Regions from separate parts of the Mus musculus genome. Here regions 1, 2 and 3 are each linked to region 4. The links are chromatin contacts, called in public promoter capture Hi-C maps. All regions are on one chromosome and are shown on one strand. The core of a region is the stretch at or near the end of the contact, and the rest is flanking DNA. Distances in the headings are between cores, read along the strand shown. Region 1 holds the start of Npas3 (neuronal PAS domain protein 3). Region 2 holds the start of 1700030L22Rik (a long non-coding RNA gene). Region 3 overlaps Npas3 (neuronal PAS domain protein 3). Region 4 holds the start of Sptssa (serine palmitoyltransferase, small subunit A).

Region 1 (3,276 bases), core at 272-2,771, 1.4 Mb after region 4:
ACTTGGAAAATACTGTGTTAGGCAAAATCTGGTCACTGGGCCATTGGTTAGAAGGCACAAAACATAGCAATGACAGATTACTGTAACCTTTGCAGTTTAAATACTATTGTTTCAAACCAAAGGCTCTCAAATCAATGAAGTTTCAAAGATGAGGTAAAATGGGAATTTGAATTATGCATTATGTATATTTTAAGTTAAATGCCATTGGCAAATCTCTCAGATGTTTAATCGTGTACAATCTGGGAAACACAAATATTTAATTTCACACTCTCATGTGCTTTTTTTTCTTCCATCTACCATAAAATTGAGCCTCATGAATAGAGAGTTTACCTTTTTGATTATATTGTTAGTTTTTCTCATAGCGATTTTGTGAATCCCATTTTCAATAAAATCTTAGAACATCGAAAGTTATCCTTAAAGGGAAAACTTTAGGGTTAGAAAGCTGTTGATGGTAAATTTCTCTTTATTTCCTTCCTCAATCAAAGGTTGCTCAGTGTTTTAATGACAATTATTTTGAATCTAGAGACTATCTTTAGAAAACTAAAAACAATTTCTATATTAAAACTTCCCTTTCACCACCAAGCCTAACTTTTGTAAAATTTGCTTCCTAACTTGGATCTCGGAATCCCATCCATTTGCATCATAATGCGTTTAAGATAGTTAACAGCGCCTAAGAGATTCGGATTTCACGTTGTATTCCCTGTAGTAACAGGTGACAGGATCTCACACTATTAGGTAGAAACGCAAGTCTATCTCTGCACATGAAAATCGTCTCTGTCCTATTTGGAAACAAATGATCAATCAGCCTCCGATGATCAATTGCTCCCCTGGCTGTCCGTCAGCGCGGATTCGCACCCGCGGAGGCATTGAGAACATTTTGCTGAAAGGGGGCAGGAAGCCCAAACTTTGCAAAAGCATCTCCTGCAGCGTCTCAGACTTGACTGGAACTCTCTGGCTACTCGGGGCTGAGGCTCAACGTTCGGGGCCTGGCAGAGGGCAAAGGATGACTTCACTTCGCCAGTGCACTAGAGTGCTTTTCAATTCGGATTGTGTATCCCCCCCCCCCTCCTTCTATAGCACAGGGGCAGGCAAAGTAAGCCCTGACGAGGTGCATGTGTGTTGTAAGGCACAAAACAAGAGCAAAGTGAGTCCCACCCCAGTACCCGAGACGGGGGCACTATCCCAGCTCGGACGGGACTACTCACCGCTGCTGGTAGGAGGTGATGCCCTGGACGTTCTGCGGGGTGCCGTTGGCCGCGGCGCCGGCCCTCCCCATGCCCGCACCGGCCGGTACCCCAGCGGCTGCCCCGCCGGCCGCCGCGGCCGTCACCTGCACGCTGAAATCCGGAAAGATTCGGATCATCGCCGCGGCTTGGAGCCCCAGGCGCGGCTGCTCTGGGCTCGGGCTGGCGGGGGCTCGGGCTCGGGTTCGGGCGGCGGCGGCAGCAGCGGCGCGAGCGGCGGCAGCAGCGGAGCCAGGCACCAGCCTGCAATCCCATTAGTGAGCCGCGGCCACTGTGCGCGGCGGAGAGGCGCTTTGATGTGCGCGCAGCGGGCTGAGGTGGGGGGGGGTGGCGAGGAGGAGGTGCGGGGGGTGTGCGAGGGACTTGCAAACAGCAAAACGTGTCAGGGTGGGGCCTTTTCTCCCTTTTGGGGGGCACTGTTGCTCCCCCCTCTTTCCAGGATGTTGCTTTCACTGGCTGCTCCAGCAGCGCCGCGCGAGCCCAGCTGAGAGGAGGAGGGGGTGAAGGAGGAAGGATGCACCGGGAGGCTTGGCGAGCGCTTGGCCGGTGCAAGGGAATAACGAGCAGTGGAGGGTGCGTTTTCCCTCCCTCTTCTACACACACACACACACACACACACACACACACACACACACACACCGCGCACTTCCGACCCAAAGTGCAAGATTGTGGTGCGCTCTTTCTCCTCCTTTCTCTGGAGAAATAACCACCATCCGGGCTGGCTTCAGCCTTCCGAGGCTGCCAGAAACCAGGATCCCAGCCCGCGGGTGTAGGAATGGGGCGTCAGAGCCTCCCGTTTCAGCCTGGACCCCTCTTTGACACTATTCTCCACATTAAGCAGAGCGAATGTGACCAAGCGCAAGTTGGGTTCCTGGAGAACTTGATAGTTATCTAGGAGAGGTGGTTTGCAAAGGCGACGGAGTGCGGGGCGGGGGGTTGGCGCTTTTGTACAATGGAGAGTTTGGGTCGCTTAAAAGAAAGGGCTCTTCCCGCTCCTGGTGAGCGGAAGAGTTGGTCTTGGGAAACTTGTGAGGTGGGGTCTCAGCTAGATCTTAGTTTGCGCTATGATCCATCTCTTAACGCCCCCCTTTGACCGAGGAAACGAATAAATTAGTAGCCACAATTGAAAAGAACTCTGCGAATTCCAAACACCAAGGAAACAAAAAGAGAAAACACGTGCATTTATTTCCTCGCGCCTTCCTGTTACTTCACATTGTGACGCCTGCCTTTCATTAGGGGGTGAAGAGAGATCCTTACAGTTTGGATGCGCCTTTTTAGTGAGACTTGCACTGGGTTTCACTGAGCTAGGGTTGGGGGAGTGGGAGTTGATTGTTTCCCTCCATCCCTCCCCAGGACCCGGGTTGCCCACTTTTCCCCCTGTCTTCTGGCTGGTGAGCAGGAGCAGAGATGCGAGAAGCAGGCGGATGCAGCCCTTGAGGGACACAGAGCTCTGCTAATGTCCCACACTCAAAGCCCCTGCCCAGCTTAGCGGCTGCTGCTGCTGCTGCTGCTACTCCTGCAACTGCTGCTGCTACTGCTGCGGCTGGGTGGTGGTGGGGAGTGGTGGTTTCCCATTCTGGTACCCTCTTCCCATCTGGCACTCAGGGCCTGGGCACTGCAGCTGAAGGGCTAGGGCAGTCGCTGTACCCTCCAAACAAGCCCAAGTTAACTGTGACCTCCACGCCGCCGTGACCCAGGGCCAATCGCGCTTCTCCCGGTCAGGCTCCTGCTTAACCCTTTGAGCCTGGGAAACAGTGGGCCACCATGATCCAGTGAGACAGGACCCACTGGCCTGAAGTTGCCGAGGTGTAGAGTGACAGAGGCTCCCAAGCAGGACAACTCCGCACAGGATCTAAGAGCCAGATGCCCGCCCTGCAGCAGCCCCATGCTATCCCTCCCACCCTGATGATTCTGGAAACTAGAGGAGCTGGACAAAGGCGAGTCCTCGCCAGGCCCCATCCCGCTCCTGCCAGGGCAACCTCTGGGCGTCCCCAACCCAAGTGGCTTTCGGGAGGAGCCTCCGAGCCCAGCA
Region 2 (2,939 bases), core at 405-2,904, 1.3 Mb after region 4:
TGTTAGGATATGTGAATTTAAGTCTTAGATATATACGTTTTCAGCGCTGATTTCTCCTGCCTCTTTTCTGTGTGACAACTGCTCTTTATATAGTGGAGTTCATTACTCACTATGACTGCCTGCACATCATTACTGAAGCCTCACACACCTGTGGACCATCTTCACTCGATCAGTCTTTCACTTACTAGTTCATTACTCATTTATTATACAAATATACAGTCAGCTGAATGCCAGGCCAACCGCTTTAAAGTCAAGTCACAGCATCACGTTCCTGTCTTTAGACTATCTATTGTGGACCGCAGCTATTGGTTTATTGGTTCTGCATTGGAGAACCTAAAACATCTTGCCAGTTAGGATTTCAAGACAGTGGCGCCTACGGGACCAGTGAGATGGCTCTGTGGGTAAAGGCACTTGTCACCAGGCCTGAGAACCTGAGTTTGACCCCCAAAATCCACATAATGGGAGGAGAGATTCAATGCTCAAGAGTGCAAACACACATACACACACTCACACACACACACACTAAATAAATAAATACTAAATAAATAGAATTTAAGATAATAAATTATTTTAATAAATAAAATATTTAAATATGCTTCTATCCTCAAGTAGCCAATCTAGCTGTATATAGCTTCCACCTGACCAACAAATTCTGCCCTTATTTAGAAGAACATTGAGGACAGCCAAGTGTTCCACTGTTTCCTCAATCATCTGAGAGATTATTCTGAAGACAAGTCATACATTCTTCGGATTCTTGGCAGGCTATCTTCAAAGGAAAACCTGCAGTGTTCTGAGGTCTCCCTAGGCAAAGATGCAGAAGCAGAGTAGCTAAGCCTCCACCGCCTCCTCAGTTCCCACTGTGGCTCCAACTATGTCTGCCGAGTTACTCCTTCCACAGCAAAATACTTTCTACCTGTATGTTTATTTTATATTTATAAATATTTCTTAAGTACCATTTCCATATTCAAAAGAATGATGTTTAATGTTGAAAGACATGAAAGTACAGATCAGAAAGATTTTTTTAAAAATTCAAATTTGGACTACCTAGAAAAACCTCTTTAACATTCTTAATATGTTTTTCCTGGATATATGTAGATGCACATTTGAATTTACAAATATGTGTCTGTGTATATGTTTATACCCTATAAGTGTGTGTGTGTGTGTGTGTGTGTGTGTGTGTGTGTGTGTACACATAACATGTTGACCTATGAGCTATGTGGTGAATGCTCATGGTGTTTTTAAATTGAATCACAGTTTCTTTCTGAGAGAAGAGCAAATCCCTTACTGTAAGTACTTCTAACCAGTCCTTGAGCCAAGAATTGCTCATAATCCTCTGCCACAATCCAGTTTTCTGATTAAAACCTCTACTTTATACTCTGATTTCCAAAGAACTGTTAAAACCTATATCCACCCTTCTTTTTATTGGTCAAATATTAGTTTATGTTTTACTTATTTTCATCTTCTTTTTACTGGCTGTAATTCCCACTGTAAAGCCATCTTTGCTTTAGCATTGAATCTTCAGTCAACCTCCTTCTTCCCAGTACCCCAAACTAGAAAAACAGATGAAGACATTATATGCGATGCTTCACCTTGCAAGAGTCTGAATTTCAGAAATACAATCCAGGACTTTTCTCACCATCTTCCTTCTGAATTTATCAACAAGCAGGTACAGAGGTTTCACAGAGCAACGCTGAAATCTCTGCCTTCAGGATGTGTGTGCTTCTCACAACTACTCTGATCAACTCACTGTTTCCTTCCCTGTCTATTAGAGACCACTGCAGGTCTGGATTACAAGCTCCCCTGAGACACTCAGCACTTGTGAGGACTCCTTAGTGTCAACAAACACAGTGGGGGCGGGGGGAGACACCAGCCTGTGCTGCAGGGAGCAGCCCAGACTGCTGCACCACTCTACTGGGCAGAGGTGCCCCTTTATATAGAAAATCAAAAGCCTGTATTCACCAACCTCTGGAGGGTCACTGGTAATTGCCTGCTACTGCTCTATTATTCTTTGAATACTGGTTTCATAATTTTCTCTGTTCAAAAATCATGTGTTTTATTGGCATATAATATTGGTATATACATTCTGATCAGAATAATTAGAAACAATGCAGTGCTTTGTGTGTGTTTGTGTGTGTGTGTGTGTGTGTGTGTGTGTGTGTGTACAGATGTTTGGTGATCAACTTTGAAAAAAACAGACAAAATAATTTTGAATGAAAATAAAATGGAGTAGCTTCTCAATAAATATGAACCAGTTACCATAGAGATAGATAGATAGATAGATAGATAGATAGATAGATAGATAAACATTAAAATGAACCTAATATAGGATATACAAAATTATCCAAATAATAAAAAAATGAAAGTTATTTTCAAAAACACCCAAAAAACAAAACACCAAAATCTAGGAGTAAGTGTCATAACTCAAGAGGTTAAAATAGGAAAATTGTTTCACAGTTGAACAGGTTTAGTTATTTACAAAGAACAAGCCTGACATACTATTATTCCTATACATTAAGCTTTTGGCCTATATGGTTGAATAATATCCTATGTGGAGTTATAGAGATGATAATGGTGACTTTTCACACCAGTTTGTGATCATCATTTTAAGATTAGGTCCAAAGAAAATTAGATCCAATGAATGGTATCTAAATTTTTATTATAATTTGAGTGGATATTTTTAATTGGCAACACTAATTATACACACATACATCTCTCTATAGCTATGTTTTTATATTGGCACAAAAAACACAATATTATAGAAACATAAACTCTATTCTCTCATATGTTGCCTGTATCTCCATCATAATGTGCATCTCATTATCTTGCCCTAAATGACATAACAGTGCGCATTTTAATATTAACTCAAAGACATTTCTATCTCTTTGCCTATCCTAAACGAGACTGTGACTTTTTTTAATACATGCTTTTTAACTGGCATC
Region 3 (3,150 bases), core at 37-2,536, 1.4 Mb after region 4:
TAAAATTATTTTATGTATTCTCACTGAATATGAGTTATATAAGTCCACAAAATTTAACTCAAAAAACAAATCAAAAATTTAGTATTCAAATTTACATCTGTAACATCTATAATTTTTTCAAAATTTAAAATTCTATGCTAGCCTACTGTGGTTACAGCCATCAATTTTTATCATATGTCTTATACAGACCACAGTACATTTTTCTGTTTCGGGGGAGGGGAGTAGGAAGTCTGTAATATTAACGTAAAAAAAAATTCTCATTTTGGCATGCCTCTAACAAGAGCTCCTGTAACAGTCTGTCTGAACTCAGCCCCTACACTCAGGGATCCTCCGGAATTTTTAAATCCACCCTGGAAAATGTAACATTTTGTTAAGCAGCTGATGCTATACACACGCTGGGCCAGGCCGAGCATTCCTTCGTCCTGATGTCATGGGCCAGCGTTTGTCTCAGAAGACATCTTTTGTAATTTCAACCAAAAGGCAAAAGAAACCAGAGCTGTGAACAGACAGAGGGAGCGAGGAGGAAAGCTACTTAGAACAATTCCCTCAAAAGCATTCTGACACAAACCTGTCTATTTTTAAGTCACTCAACATGCACCCTCGAACATAAAGCCTTCCGACTTTTATGAAGTATTGTGTGTATTTTCAGACTGTTGGTTTTTAAAATATCCCTGCTTTATGGTAATGTGTCACAGGGAAGTTAGCTATAGTTTCATGAAAGACGTTTTCATTCCTGACTGGCATCTTCTCAATAGCTGGGGCCCAGGCACACCGCTCTCTTCCCGGCAAGGCCCTCTGGGCTGAGAACAGTGCGGCATTCATAACTTACTCTCGGCCCTGCGGGGCAGTGCACAGAAAAGCTTCTCTAGCCTAATGGGTTACATCACTGCAAAGTCTTCCACTTGGCCTAGGTGAAAAACATGAATGCATGCCCCATTCATTTCTCCACCTTAAAAAAAAAATCGAGTAAAATCATATCCACTCTGGAGGGGAGACCTGCATTCCCACAGGCCGGCTGGAAAAAAATGTCCGACCCTGCCCTCAATCCTCGGCAGTGCCACCACAAACTTGGTGAGCCCACGACTCAGTAGCCCCCTCAAGATGATAGTTCCAACCTGGGCCCCCACCAAATAATATTTCAAAATCATGTATGAATTGATTATTGTTAGTATCACCTTTAGATGGAGGTCACATTTTAAAAATATACTGACATGCAGTCATGGAAACAAAACCCTCCCTCTCCACTGACCTCAGCACCATAAACCAGTGCAAACAGACGGCTCCCCGGGTCCTGGCTCCACAGCTTCCTGATGGTCAGAACAAATCAGCCCCGTCCAACGCTTTTCTGAACATGCCAAATATCTGTGATTCCTTGCAAGGTAGGCACCCGGTAGTCTAGCCAAAATATTTTCTATTGAACAGAACACATTCCCCTTTCTCCTTATTAGCATATGCGTTTCTCAGCGGAACCCGGGTTAAGACTTCTGAACATTCCTACCTTTTTCCTAAAACATAAGCTTAAGTGTGGGCACATTTGTGGGGAGGAAAGCCCGTGGCTCTTATGCTCCCTGCAAATCATACAAACGCAAGTGAGCGATGTCAACTCAGAGCCCCCTGCTCGTGTCTCTGAAAGTGAGGTCCCCAAACTACCGCTACACAGTGGCAATCTGAAAGGGCGTGGCATTCCACAGAGTTCAGAATCCCCGGTGAATTCCATGTCCACTCAGGTATCTGTGAGAATGCCCACTCTATGCCCTCTCTGAATGACAGGTTAACTCACGTCAATCATGAAGCACTGTGGACTTTCTGACTGATGCCTCACTCACAGCCATCTGCCCTTGATCACGACCGTCCACCTTCTCTCACCAGCCATGCTGTGACAGAACCGTAAAGCTTCTCCTAGATCCTTCCCATGCATTATGGAGACTCAGCTGCTGACATCCAGGCCCCGACTCTAAGACCTGAGCATCCTTGTGAAACACACGTAGGCTGACTGCTTGTCCTCCTGTGAGCCCTTGAGACCGATCTCAGCCTCTGATTTCTTTCCTCTTCCATGGCATGCCCTCTCTTGGGAGTTTAGTTCCATTTCATTTGTTCAATAAATACAATCTTTCATGGACATATGTAGAAACAAGCAAATAAACGTGGAAAAAAAAAAAAAAAACCCAAAAACTTCCTCAGAAAGCCTCCACCGAAAATTCCAAAAGAAAGTCAAGTCTAAAAGAAGCTAAAAGTCTAACAGAAGTTTTTGTTTTCTAGACAAAACGTGTCTCTTTGGCATTAGACAAATGCTGCAGGAAACACTGGGGGTTATGATTTGCGTAGGAACAGCTAACACGGCAGGCAAGGCGAATCCTCCTAAGCAGTCCCTGGCTGTGGTGCTTGTGTTGTGTGGATGTCTGTCCTGCAGGTTACCGACTAGAAAGCAAAGCCCAACAGATTCTACAGCGCACTGGAGCATCTACTCAAACATGGCCTAAATTCCACGAACGTAAGACAGAGGTCATGGAGAGCTCTATTGTCAAGCCCACCACTAAGATGTGCCTTCCTCCTCACCAGCGTGTCCTTAGGTGACGATAAGCAGGCCTTGCTAAGACAGGATATTTAGACATGCCAGGACATATGGCCCCCATAAATTTTTAGCGATAATCATTATCATAATTTAAAGAACCCCCATTAAAAGGAAATCGACATAAATTGGTCCTCAAATTATTTACATCCTTCTGCACACTATACTCTGGACTTGAGGGGTTGACATCCAATCAGAGAAATCCCTCGATGCAGCCATTTTTAGGAATCGGATCCTGAGCTTCAGAACTTCTGAATGACTAAGCCAGAGCTGCAGACTCAGAGGTCATCCTTCCACAAAGTCTTTTAGGAGACAGTGGGGGGAAAAAAAATCACAGAATATTCACATGACTGAGGATAATTAATGTCAACTATTTCCACCCTATGAAAGAAAATGGGTCTTCTGTTAAGAATGAACAATGGGGACATTATTGTGGTTCCATTGTGTTTTTTGAAGAAGTTCCCATCTCAAAAATGCACGTGCAAATCCTATCCCAGGCCTCCTCAACTCACTGATACCACTGCTACAGAAAAGTTTGTGAATGCTACAAGACCTAAGCTGCTTTCGATCTAATTGTCCTT
Region 4 (3,038 bases), core at 119-2,618:
CTACATAGTGAGGTCCTGTATATTGGTTAAGTTATTTTTGTTTTTGTTTTTCATTTCCACAAAAAACTAGAATCACTTGGGAAGAGGGAACCTTAGCTGAGGAACATGAGATTGGTCTATGGTGGGCGTGTCCTCCCTACTGTGGGCAGTGCCATTGCTAGGCAAGTGGGGTCTGGGCCGTTTAAGAAAGCAAGTTGAGCAAGCCAGAAAGAGCATGCTCCTAAGCAGTATTCCTCTGTGGTTTCTGCTTCAATCTCCTGCCTGGAGTTCCTGGCTTGGCTTCCCTCCGTGATGTTCTGTAACCTACAAGACGAAATAAAATAAAATAAAATGACTAGGCACCTTGTGAAAGCAGATCTCAAGTCTATTGTTGTTTGTAAGGTCTTTGCTCGTAAGGAGCATAAGGAATTTAAGTTAATACCTGTCAACCTGGAAAGGTTTTAAAGCTTAAAGCAGCAGGTTTGAAACTTTTAGACATGTGAGTTGCAGGCTACTTAATTATGTCATTTCACAAGCACACAGTGCATGGGCTTTAGAGGAGTGGAATACAGCCGGTACTGCTGCAGGTCATAGGAGTGAATCTTTAGGAGACAGATCACATGCTGACCTCAAGCTGTCTTTAGAACCCACTAGATCAAGTGCACTTCTCTTGATTGTGACCTACATGGTTGTTTTCTAAGTGTAGTCATAGAAATATTGGCAACTGTCTATGGCCAATTCTTTTGTCTTTAGGTTAGGGAATACTAGTGCGTGTGTGTGTGTGTGTGTTGTGTGTGTGTGTACTCGCGCGCGCATCCTAGATAGGTCTGTTTTCACGCATGTGCTCGGAGGAAGGGAAGAGCTGATGAACATATTACTTCTACAGTTTTCAACATCTTCTTGGCTGGGTGTCATTTGGCATCCACATTCTCTTTGACCCCCGCATTCCCTCTTGCACAAGGCACTGTTTATTTGCATGCCCGACTCTTTAGTAGCATTCTCACCCAGCCCTATCATCTCTTGGCCCAGAAGGGATTCATGAGGTAGGAGAGAGATTACATACACTGGTTTCTAAAGGAATCCTTCTGGGCTGGTCTGAAGGATCCGGCCTCTTAAGGGCACCATCTCGCATGGACACCAGTGGGGACTGAAGCCGGTCTTGCAACCGCCATGCGTGCGCGTGGAGATGCAGAACTAGCACTTAAACCCAGACCGTTTCCCAGGGCTGGGGAGCTCGCTCCGGGCGAGGCGCGGGGCGGGACAGGAGCACACGAAGTGGCCGCTTGGCCAATAAGCGCAAGCCAGGAGGAGCCGGCGGTGGCCGCTCGGGTGCGCGCGGGGTTGGGCGTACACGGTGACGCGCAGGCTCGGCAGGACCAATGGGCGCAGGGTGGTGGCGGGCGGGCCCCAAGGCCTGGGGCTTTAGGAGGTGAGCGGGCCGCGGGCCCGCCTGACGCTGCTACACCGCGGGAGGCGCATGGCGGGCATGGCGCTGGCGCGAGCATGGAAGCAGATGTCCTGGTTCTACTACCAGTACCTGCTGGTCACTGCGCTCTACATGCTGGAGCCCTGGGAGCGAACCGTGTTCAGTATCCTGTGTGTCCTGGCCTGGCTGGGGCGTGGAGGGGTGCGCGCGCCGGGTTGGAAGGGGGTGGGGGGGTGTCTTGGGGTCAAGGGAGGTGGAACCGCGGAGATCCGGGTCTTGTACGCAATTCCCCTGCCCAAGGTGGAGGCATCCTGATTTCTGCAAGCAGTCGGGAGGGCGACGTCTCCCCTGGTGCTTCCTTGTCCCGCTTCGGCCGCGCCTGCTTTTGATCCTTCAGTATTCTTTGAGGCAGGGTTGCTGCAAATCGCTCCGGGCTTGGGCGTCTTTAACCCTTAGCTATTCCTGATTTGGAGCGATAGAACTCTAACCAGTTCACCAGGTTGTGAGTACGTGGTCTTGACACTCCCACACAGTTTTGGAAAGCAGTTTGTAAGTTACTGAAAGGCCTTTTGGGCTTCAAAATGGCAGTTTTAAAAGTGTGTTATATTTATGACTTCTTTGCATCATAGGTACAAGCTGTGCCCAGAAAAGACTTTGCTGGGGTTTCAAACTGTGCTTTGTTGTTTAGTTTATCACCGGTTAAGAATTGTTGAGTGATGACTTTGCTGAGCACTTTGTGTGTATGTTATCTTGCCTAATTTTAACAGCTCCAGCGAATAGCTCAAGGTTGTGAAGCCTGATGTTTGTTTTCGCCCAATGTCTATGCCGCTATCCTCTGATTTCCGTGTCGACGAAATACTAGCAATTCATTCTTTTAACGCTCCACTTCTCCTTTCCTTAATATAAAAAGAATATACCACATCACATGCTTATTTCATCCGCTCAGCTTCTTGTGGTTTAGCTTTGTTAGGAACAACTTCACAAACGCGTTCCTAGGACTGAGGTAGAGCTTCTTTGCAAGCTTTTTCAAGGGTGCTGGTGTGGAAATAGCATGAGGTTATTTGGAGCTGACTCTTGAAAAATTTTAGCGTCTTGCAAGACTATTACTGTGAGCAATTATTTCCTAACCTAAAGTTTAATAACCAGAATGTATATTTGGGGCTCCGGATTAAGAAAGCCTGATTTTCCGAATCGTTTATTTGTAGCTTCAGTTTGCTCTTTGGATTTTGTAGGTCAGATAACATCTATATTTAAATTTATGCCTAATTGGAACTTTTCAATAGTAGCAGGTAATCTTTTGATTAATTCATTAATTAATTCAAAACACGGTTTCTCTGTGTACCCCTGGATGTCCTGGAACTCATTCTGTAGACCAGGCTGGGTAGCAGTTAATCTTGACTGATAATTATCTTACTACAATTAATGTTGACAAAGCCCCATTAAATAATAATAATGAAAGCCAGCTGTGATGGTTCATGACTGATTACCATGCTCAGAGAGCTGATTCAAGAGGAATGCTGGGAGTTCAAGGCTGCCTGAGGTACATAATACATAGCTACTACCAGGCAAGCCAGGGTTACATAGCAAAACTCAAAGGAAAAGGAAGCCAGGCAGGCAGGCAAAGAAACAGTGT

Evidence for each region. Promoter capture Hi-C pulls out the DNA fragments that hold promoters and counts their contacts.
Region 1: a contact with region 4 is called in a promoter capture Hi-C map of hippocampal neurons, with 11 times the contacts expected there. The contact joins the promoter of Npas3 here to the promoter of Sptssa in region 4. A contact is called at or near these places in 3 of 39 promoter capture datasets (cranial neural crest, embryonic stem cells and hippocampal neurons), 5 of 115 datasets of contacts at active chromatin or transcription factors (astrocytes, embryonic forebrain, embryonic limb bud and 2 more) and 1 of 9 other capture datasets (pancreatic islet).
Region 2: a promoter capture Hi-C map of hippocampal neurons shows a contact between it and region 4, with 3 times the contacts expected there. The contact joins the promoter of 1700030L22Rik here to the promoter of Sptssa in region 4. A contact is called at or near these places in 2 of 39 promoter capture datasets (cranial neural crest and hippocampal neurons) and 1 of 115 datasets of contacts at active chromatin or transcription factors (astrocytes).
Region 3: a promoter capture Hi-C map of second pharyngeal arch cranial neural crest shows a contact between it and region 4, with 3 times the contacts expected there. The contact joins the enhancer-like site here to the promoter of Sptssa in region 4. A contact is called at or near these places in 6 of 39 promoter capture datasets (the 3T3-L1 cell line, the HPC-7 cell line, cranial neural crest and 3 more) and 2 of 115 datasets of contacts at active chromatin or transcription factors (the NIH/3T3 cell line and embryonic stem cells).

The regions. Positions count from the first base shown.
Region 1 is chr12:53,246,677-53,249,952 of GRCm38.p6, reverse strand. It overlaps Npas3 (neuronal PAS domain protein 3), which reads right to left and starts at 1,521. Exons shown (of 12, transcript NM_001370962.1): 1 at 1,206-1,521. The coding sequence starts at 1,363.
Region 2 is chr12:53,315,854-53,318,792 of GRCm38.p6, reverse strand. 1700030L22Rik (a long non-coding RNA gene) reads left to right here and starts at 1,654. Exons shown (of 2, transcript XR_003950182.1): 1 at 1,654-2,939. All of the region lies in intron 1 of Npas3 (neuronal PAS domain protein 3), which reads right to left.
Region 3 is chr12:53,290,372-53,293,521 of GRCm38.p6, reverse strand. The region is part of intron 1 of Npas3 (neuronal PAS domain protein 3); the gene reads right to left. Gm51419 (a long non-coding RNA gene) reads right to left here. Exons shown (of 2, transcript XR_003950183.1): 1 at 1-3,150. Among named protein-coding and RNA genes, the nearest start is that of 1700030L22Rik, 25 kb to the left of the region's middle. Within about 2 kb of position 1,286, at least 104 of the 459 cell types and tissues checked have an H3K27ac peak or open chromatin away from gene starts, as enhancers often do. A contact at or near this core is called in second pharyngeal arch cranial neural crest, where this site is marked.
Region 4 is chr12:54,654,902-54,657,939 of GRCm38.p6, reverse strand. It overlaps Sptssa (serine palmitoyltransferase, small subunit A), which reads left to right and starts at 1,368. Exons shown (of 2, transcript NM_134054.2): 1 at 1,368-1,568. The coding sequence starts at 1,457.